3 separate regions of the Mus musculus genome follow, and all the other regions are linked to region 1. Evidence: chromatin contacts called from public Hi-C and targeted proximity ligation data. All regions are on one chromosome and are shown on one strand. The core of a region is the stretch at or near the end of the contact, and the rest is flanking DNA. Distances in the headings are between cores, read along the strand shown.

Region 1 (2,955 bases), core at 181-2,680:
AATTGAGGTTCCTTCCTTTCAGATAACTCTAGCTTGTGTGTCAAGTTGATAGAAGACTAGCCAGCACAATTGTGTTTATATGATGTGTTTGCAAGTGTGTTTGTATGAATTGTGTGTTTGTATTTGAACACTCGTGTGTGCTTAGGTCAGTAGACACCTTGTGGGAGCTGGTGTTCTCCTTCCACCATGGGCCTAGTAGGGAAATGAAAGGTTGTCAGGCCTTGGGGGAAATCAGGGATGGACACATTTATCTTCTGATCCATCTTGTTAGTTCAAGAATATCTCTTCGGGAGCTAGAGAAAGTACCCAAGGAGCTGAAGGGGTCTGCAACCCTATAGAAGGATCAACAATATGAACTAACCAGTACACCCCAGAACTGTGTCTTTAGTTGCAGATGTAGCAGAGGATGGCCTAGTTGGCCATCATTGGGAGGAGAGGCCGTTGGTCTTGCAAAGATCATATGCCCCAGTACAGGGGAATGTCAGGGCCACGAAGCAGGAGTGAGTGGGTTGTGGAACAGGGCAGGAGGAGGGTATAGGGGACTTTCGGGATAGCATTTGAAATGTAAATGAGGAAAATATCTAATAAAAAATGAAATATCTAATAAAAAAGAATATTTCTTCGGAACCTTTGTTTTTAGAGTGCCCTGTGTGTCCGCGGAACAGAGCAGAAGGCTGTCTTGGGATCCCATTTGTCCTTCATTTGCTGTCTTTATGTTCTTCAATATTAAATAGGAATGAAAATATTTTCTTTTCAAAGTCTGTACTTAGCACACTGCTTGACTCAGCAGCTATTCATTAAATTATAGGTATTGTTATCTGTTAAATGAAAACAGCACTAGCCCTGGTAATTGGGGTTCTGTGTCTCCCTACTTCCTTCCCTGCCTCCTCTAGCTGCTCACCTTTGTAGCCCTGGTTGGCCTGGAACTCTCTACGTAGACCAGGCAGGCCTCTAATTTGTGTAAATCCTGAGTGCTGGGATTACAAATGCTTTTTTTTTTTTTTCCAAAAAAATTTTTTTTAAAAGACAGGATCTTTGTTATGTATTCCACTCTAGGCACAAAATAGGGATCCTCCTGTGGCCATCCTTCCTAGTGCCAGGATTACACCTTTGTCCAGTCCTGGTTGTGAAGTCTTACTTATTGATTTGGTAGGCAGAATCCTCCTTTTCCCAGTATTCATCAGCCCAGCGCAGGATAAATGCCTCGTGTATTCTGTTAAAGCGGCCTTGCACTTCTCTCTTGCTTAGGGCTGCTCATTTCTAGGTTTATGGGTGTTTTTCCCTTTGACAGTCTGCTGGCACCAGGCTGGGTGTCAGCCTGTGCCACCAAAGATCTCAGACTCAGGCACCAGGGAACAGCGAGGCGGACCAGCCAATCAGAAGAAATTTGGCCCTCTGCAGTTTCCGTCCGCTCACTAGGAGGCGCTGCGGAGGCCGCGGTGGCCCGGACTGTCGCAGGCTGGGGCGGTTGGTGGTGGCAGTTGCCGCCATGGAGTGGAGCTCGGAGTCAGCGGCTGTGCGGCGGCACCGCGGCACCGCGGAGCGTCGGGAGGGAGAGGCGGCCGCGTCGCACCGGCAGAGAGAGGCCTCAGCGCAGGAGGATGCGAAGGGCGTCGGGAGGATGTGGGGGAAGACGGAGAACGGCGGCGGGAGCCGGGTTGCGAAGACCGCGCTGTCCGAGGCGCGCACGGCGCTGGCGCTCGCACTCTACCTGCTCGCGCTGCGGGCGCTCGTGCAGCTCTCGCTGCAGCGGCTGGTGCTGAGCCGGACCTCGGGGCTCCAGGGCGAGTTCGACGCGCGCCAAGCCAGGTACGGCCGATCGGCCCGGCCGCGAGTCCTCTGCGGCCCCGGGGTGGGGGAGCGCCTGGTGGGTGAGTCCCGCGCGGGTGAGCCCGGCGCCACTGTGCCCCAGGCGGAGGAGGCCGGCGCTGCTGTATGCAGAGTCCCGGGGTCCTTGGGCGCACCTCGGTGGGAAGTGGGATGATCCTGCGCGTCCTCCGGGGGTCTGAATTGCGGGTACTCCGGGCTTCCTCGGCTCCCTCTTTCGCTTTCTTGGGGTGGCCAGATCGATTGAGTCTGCTTTCTCATCCACTCTCTTCCTCCTGCAGATGATTGGTTGTTCACACGCTTCATCATTCTCCTCTCTTTCTCGAGCAACTTCCACTTTTTACTTTGGTTAGTTCTCTGCATTTAAAATGAGATGGAGAGTGAGGTTTTTGTGCCAGGGCTGCATTACCAAGTCTTTCTGGGATGGTGTGGGAGAGGAGTAATGTAGTGCGTGCTAACCTTTCTAAGCACCACAGCCCTCATATCTGAAAGCTGTGGAAGGAGACTCAGAGTACATCCAGACAGAATTATGCCTGTAATTTCTGAAGGTCGCAGATGGTCTATGGCTCTTCTGTACTACGGATTGTATAGGGTTCAACATTTTTTATTTTATTTTATTTTTTATTTTTTTTAAATATTTATTTATTTATTATATGTAAGTACACTGCAGCTGTCTTCAGACACACCAGTCAGATCTCCTTAAGGATGGTTGTGAGCCACCATGTGGTTGCTGGGACTTGAACTCAGGACCTTCAGAAGAGCAGTCGGGTGCTCTTACCCACTGAGCCATCTCACCAGCCCCATTTTTTATTTTTTTTATTCTATTTATTTACTTGTTTATTTTTCGAGATAAGGTTTCTCTGTGTAGCCCTGGCTGGAACTCCCTCTGTAGACCAGGCTGGCCTCTAACTCACAGAAATCCTTCTGCCTTTATCTCCCAGGTGCTGGGATTAAAGACCTGCGCCTCCACTGCTGGCCAAGGGTTCAATTTTTTTTTAAATGACCTCAGGTGTATTTGAAAATATGAATTCTTTGATTCTGTAACTTGCATCTTAAATCAGATGAGTCCTTAAGCTAGTAGAAAGTTTTCAACTACTATTGTGTTTTAAAAGTTGCTTCTTTAGATGA
Region 2 (2,955 bases), core at 138-2,637, 290 kb before region 1:
CTCTACCAACTGAGCTTTGGGTCCTGGCCTTTCCCTTTTAAAAAAACTATGGCTACTATACAAGAAACATCTGAAGGCCAAGAAGAAGGGTGAGCGAGGAGTTTACAATAGGTCAGTCTTTAAAAAAATAAAATAAAACAACATATAATATATATATTGTTTAAAAAAATGTATGTGCACTGTACGTGCCTGTGTGCATTTATGCACACCATGCATGTGTGTGAGTGTGTGCCTACACAGGCTAAAGAGGGTCTCAGATCCCTGGAACTGGATTTACCAGTGGTTGTGAGTTGCCATATGTGGGTTCTGGCAGCTAAACCCAGGTCCTTCGCAAGAACAGCATGCGCTCTTAACTGCTGAGTCATCTGTAGCCATTAAGACACTCCTGAGTGAGGACAGTGTCCGTGAGGTGACTACAGCTTCACAGCTTTGGCCATTCATCTTATGTGAGCCAGGAGCCTTTTCACTAGCTATTTGCATATGGTTATCTCCCTGTTAGCGGCGTAAACAGTAGCTCACCTCTTGCCCAGGGATGGTCTGGCAAGGGCCACACTGCTAATTGTAAGTAAAGCCGGATCTGATAACAAGCTCTTTCCCTGAAGGCATGGGGAACATTGCTAGAATGGGATGATGTTGAATTCCAGGGCCTAAGTTCTAGTTTATGCTGTGTCAAGCCTTTATGGTCTAACATGAGAAGATTCATGAGTCTGTGATGGGAATCTCAAAGACATATTGCTAGTGCATAGAAAGAGGCAGTGTCCCCAAATGATCTGCTTTAGTTTTATTTCTACAGCTGTGATAAAATACTCCAACAAAAAGCAACTTGGGAAAAGGATGGTTTTACTTAAGTTCATAATTTCAGGTTATGTACCCCCGTGGGGGAAGTCAAGACAGGAACTTTAAACAGCTGTTCACATCTCATCGCAGTCAAGAGAAGGAAACAAATGCTTACGGGCTGGCTTGTTTGCATTCAGCTCAGTTTCTCCATTCCTATACTGCTTAGAAGTCCCCTCCTCCTCACCAGGGAATTGTGCCACTCACAGTGGGCTAGATCCCTCCACGTCCATTAACCAAGACCATCCCCCAAAGCCATCCGTACAGTGTGGCCCGCTGCACACACCCCCTTGATTAGGCTCTTTTCTCCAGACATTGTAAGTTATATCAAGTTGAAACCATCACATGGTCTTAGCTGATAGTCGATGGCTAAGCTTTCTAAGACAGAGTGACTTCATCACAGGACAATGCTGACGCACAGTGGGTCTCTTACACCAACTCTGTGCCCTCTTGGTTTTCACTTCCTTTCAGGCGGAGGCTGGAATAAGGGAAGGGAAAGCTGTCGTGAAAGCTCCCTCCTCCTCGGAGCTGAGTTACTTTCTCTTTCCTTCCTCCCACTGCTCTGAAATTTCCCTCTCCCTGGGAAAGGAAGTGCTCCCTGGAGAAAGCTGACAAAGCAATGAGTCTAGACAGATCACCCTCCAGAAGAGGGCGAGGACCACATTATTACTGGAAAGATTTCCTTTAAGCCTTTAAAGTGAGAGGCACTTAGTATTGGTTTTTAATTATTAAAAATTAATTTGCACACACACACACACACACACACACACACACACACACACACATACCTGTTTTTGCCCAAGGGGATCAAAAGAGGGTATTAGATGTGAGCTCTCTCACATAGATCCTAGGGACCCAATTTGGGTCTTCCGGAAGCATACCAGGTGCTTTTAAGCACGAGCCTTCTCTCCAGCCCCAGCTTTTATTATCTGTGATTCTCTGCTCTGCCTTGCTGTTGCTTCTTTGGATATAGTGTCCTCCCCATCAGCCTCTATCATCTCCCTCCACACCCTGTACCTTTTACGTCATAGGGCACAGGTGTCTGTCACTCATCAGTGCCCACCTGCTTCCACACCTGCAGAGCCTGGCTCACCTGTCCTTGCCAGTGATGCCGGAAAATGTTTCATTTTGACCCCTGGAGCGTAATCCTAATGTTTTATTTATCTTATCCTAATGGGACTCAGACTTCTTGTTCTTGGGTGGCGACACTTCCTAAAGTAGAGTAGCTGACCTTCCGGCTGGCCCATGCTCTCCAATCTTAGGTTGACCATTCAATTTATTCAGCTCAGGGCATCCTTTTATTTCCTGGCTTCCTCTCAAAACCTACTCTATACTTACACGTGTTTTGAATGTCCCTGATGTGTGTGCATTAAGTTTGGTGTGATTTTGAAAAAGATAGACTGGCTTCCTGGTCCTAGGATCCTAGGCTCAGGATCCCCATACTGCATATCCCCACCCCCACTTCTTGGACCTTTCACTGTTCTATCAGGTTTCCTGTCTTAAAAGCAAGGCGAGTGTATGTGTCCTGCGTGGTGTCTCCTGTCTCCCAGAATCCCCCTTGGGTACCTGCTTCTGCACCTACTCCTTTTTCACTCCTAGGATGCCATCCTGGTCCCCTCTGTCCACTGTTAGCTCCCACGCACAGGTGAGCCCACAGTGGTGTTTGCTGTTTCATTTTGTTTTTATGTATTCAGAACTGTTAGCACTAGAGGAAAGGTGCGTGTAACCACGTGAAGGATGTGCTTAACACATAGACCTTTGGCTTTAGTTTAACTCTGAAGGGCAAAACAAATTTTTCTCCTACATATAGAATAGGTTTTTAAGTAAAACTTAGTAAGTAAATACATAAATGACTTTTATAGAAATTCAAAATAAATATGAAATATCAAATAGGAATAAAGTGTTTGTTTCAGTTTCTCTTTTTTCTATTCCCAACCAGGGACACATTTTTGGAATTTACATTATACATTTAGTATATTGTAAATATATTAATTTATTACATATTAATATATTAATAAATGTAATAAAATACATTTAATATATTTGACCCTTGAATAAGCACCATGTGACTGGTTTGTGCTGCATTAAGTGTTTTATATAGTTACATATATAATATATATA
Region 3 (2,955 bases), core at 134-2,633, 280 kb after region 1:
TGAGCAGTAGATCAAAAGGGGAAATTCAGGGACCATGTAAATCAGCATGGCCTTTGACCTCTAAACCTGCACCTCTTACATGGGCTAAGAGTCCAGGGTCACCTTCTCCCTCCCTCCGGCAAGAAACTGTAACCTTTCACAAATTCCCAGACAAGAGCTGAGAGCCTTTCACAGAACAGAGTTTAAAGTAAAGAAGTGACGCTCATTCAAGATGGGGAAATAGGTTTGTCCCAGGGGAAGTCCAGATGAAGATCTTGGAACGCCACTTCTTTATCTTCCCATGGGGGGGGGGGGCACGGGGGGGGATGGGGGGGGGAAGAGTGCCTGGGGCGGGGAGGGGAAGCAGATGCAAACTTCCTTTCTCAAAAGAGTGAAAATTTACCCAGTTTTCAAATTCTATCAAATGATCCTGAACCCTGTGCTCAAATCCATCCCTTCTCCATCCCTCCTTAGAGCAGCATATAACCACTATCATGTCTTCCTATCTATGATGCTCAGCTGGGAAAGGTGAATATTTTCCCTGTATAAAGTTCTCCTTAAACACCGCTTGGTCACTATCATCATCAGCTGCGGATACTTTCTGGAATGTATTCTCAGGTTGTTGTTTTTTTTTTTTCTACACAAAGGCCTTTCAGACACTCAAACATAATGAAGTACTTATACATATAAGAGTTTATCTAAATGAAATACCTAGCCATATTCCAGACAGTCACATACACAGATGGTCAGTGGATGACTGAGCTAGTAAGGCACTATTACTAACCTGTGCATTCCTCAGTGGGAGAGTGATGCCCTTTAATAACCCAGCACAATGGAATATAGCAATTAAAAAAAAACTGGCTAAGTAATTCATAGGAAAGCACCTGTAATAATTTATTTTTAAAAAAAGATAGAATATTGTACTTTCACCTCTTATGACAACCCCAACCTAAACTTTAACATAGCCTAGGTCACTGTATCTAAGAACTGTTTGGGACATTTTCTTCCAAAAATCCTTTAGGTTCTCTGGGCAGATAGAATGAAAATCTTAAGCTCCAGCATCCTAGACCTCGACAGAGGAAGGGACCTCCGGAGATGCTTCAAGTGGAAAGACCCAGTCATTGCTAGCAAACAGTCAAGTCGCGCTAGGACCAATTAATTCATCTCTTCTGACCCAGCTACCTACCCACAAGATCCATAAACACACAAAACTGCGGATTCTGAGTTCTTAACTTTCCCAGGAAACCGGTTCCCTTCTCCGTCCTAAAAAGGTCTAGGGATTCTGGCTCTTTAAAGTGCCCTGCAAGCGGATTCCGCGAGAAGATGCTCCCTTACCTGCAGGCGAGGAGACTGGCCCGCGACGTGCAAGTGCAGCCTGGCATGAGGCTTGGGGACCACGATTTCCTGGTCTTATCTCGAGTTCAGAGCCCCGCCCACTCCGCGGAAGCCTTGTCCAACCTCCGCTGTCTGTGAAACCGAAGCCACCCAGTCCCTTTGAGCATGAGTTTATCTCATAGTATTTCCTGCGGATGACTTTAGAGTCAGCTTTGGGATATTCACAGTTTAAGAAAAAACGAAACTAGGCTTCGGTGCGGTGACACACGCCTTAATTCCAGTACTCAGGAGCCAGTGGCAGGTGAGTCTCTGGTCTATAGAGAGAGCTCCAAGACAACCGGGCTGCTACTGAGAGGCTGTCGATAAAAACAAAAACAAACAAACACTATTTAAAAACGAAACTAAAAGTGAAAGTGAAACCTGCATTAGCTTTCTTGTAAATCAGGTTCCCTCAAAGAAACAGTCCAGAGTAAACAACTCAGCTCTATTTTGGGTGGGAGTGGAACCTGAGGTCGGGGGTGGGGGTGGGGGGGAGCGTGTGCTTGGAGATCCACATAGGTTGCCTTCCTCTACAGCTCCCACCTTGATTTTTGAAAGAGGGTCTCTCTTACCTAACCTCGGGCTCGCAGCTGGCCAAACTAGCCGGCCAGCGTGGTCCAGGGATCCCCATCCGCGCCCCTGCTGCCAGGGCTAGGGTCTCAGAAATGGGCCATCACTGCATTTATTATGGGTAATGAGGACCCGAATTTCAAATCTTCAGGCTTGAGCAGTGAGCGCTTTAGAAGCAAAATATCTGAAGTCATAAGATCTCTGACTTAAATTTTATCTTCAGAATCCAGACACTTCAAATTACCATCCGATTCCCCATCTCTTTCAAGCCCTTTCTGGATACGTGGATACGTGACAGTCTTGACATGACTTTACATATAGAGTTATACAACCTATAGAGTTAATATCAAGCAAATGACTCAGTTTTAATTCTAGAAAGTAGGTGTGTCTGTATAATAGGAAATATATTTTTAAATCGTGGATTTGGTGACTTCCTCAAAGTTCCTCGACATAATGAAACCAGTTGTCTTGCCGTTCAAGAACTTCCCATCTCGAACCGTGCCCTTTGTGAACGCTGTGGATCACGGCCAGTCTCGGGATCCAGGTGGGGGAAGTCTATTCTAAATGATGTTGAGAAAGACTTTCTGCGAACTGGAAGTGTGGACTTTTTCCAAGACAAAACCTTGGGAACTCCACAGAGCACTGTCATCTTTAAACATTTCACTGTTGGACTTCAAGGGCCTTCTTCATTCTCTGCTTTCCCCCACTTACTTACTAAAACTACTATTCCAAAGTAGTGCACTGGGTGAATACTGGGGTGTCCGCTGGCTTAGTTGTAATGAGATTTTCACATTCTCAAAGCATCTCCATTTTTAACTTGGAAGTCATTGGGGTTGATGCTGCCTAAAGGATCTATAGAGAATGTGGCACTCTAAACAGCAACAATAAAATTGGAATAAGACCAGAGCCTCAGCTGAGATAGTCCCTCTTCCAAATGTCTTTTGAACCCCAATAATAGAATAAAGCAATTAAAGTTAGAGATAACATTAGTTGGCTGACTGAAAATAAAATATAGACTTTATATGTGGAAAT

The links. A called contact is a pair of places that touch in the nucleus more often than the background predicts.
Region 2: a contact with region 1 is called in a targeted proximity ligation map of pancreatic cancer cells. A contact is called at or near these places in 3 of 39 promoter capture datasets (the C10 cell line and liver), 1 of 484 Hi-C or Micro-C datasets (embryonic stem cells), 7 of 130 datasets of targeted methods (the 230-238 cell line, the NIH/3T3 cell line, bone marrow-derived macrophages and 4 more) and 2 of 9 other capture datasets (adipose tissue and liver).
Region 3: a contact with region 1 is called in a Hi-C map of CD8 T cells, with 2.5 times the contacts expected there. A contact is called at or near these places in 9 of 39 promoter capture datasets (the 3T3-L1 cell line, the C10 cell line, hippocampal neurons and 4 more), 10 of 484 Hi-C or Micro-C datasets (CD4 T cells, CD8 T cells, LSK cells and 7 more), 4 of 130 datasets of targeted methods (effector CD8 T cells, memory CD8 T cells, pancreatic cancer cells and 1 more) and 2 of 9 other capture datasets (adipose tissue and liver).

The regions. Positions count from the first base shown.
Region 1 is chr19:29,646,890-29,649,844 of GRCm38.p6, reverse strand. Ermp1 (endoplasmic reticulum metallopeptidase 1) reads left to right here and starts at 1,430. Exons shown (of 15, transcript NM_001081213.2): 1 at 1,430-1,809. The coding sequence starts at 1,490.
Region 2 is chr19:29,938,828-29,941,782 of GRCm38.p6, reverse strand. The region is part of intron 1 of Il33 (interleukin 33); the gene reads right to left. Among named protein-coding and RNA genes, the nearest start is that of Gm41832, 13 kb to the right of the region's middle.
Region 3 is chr19:29,365,866-29,368,820 of GRCm38.p6, reverse strand. Cd274 (CD274 antigen) reads right to left here and starts at 1,383. Exons shown (of 7, transcript NM_021893.3): 1 at 1,315-1,383. It also overlaps a transcript of Plgrkt not described here.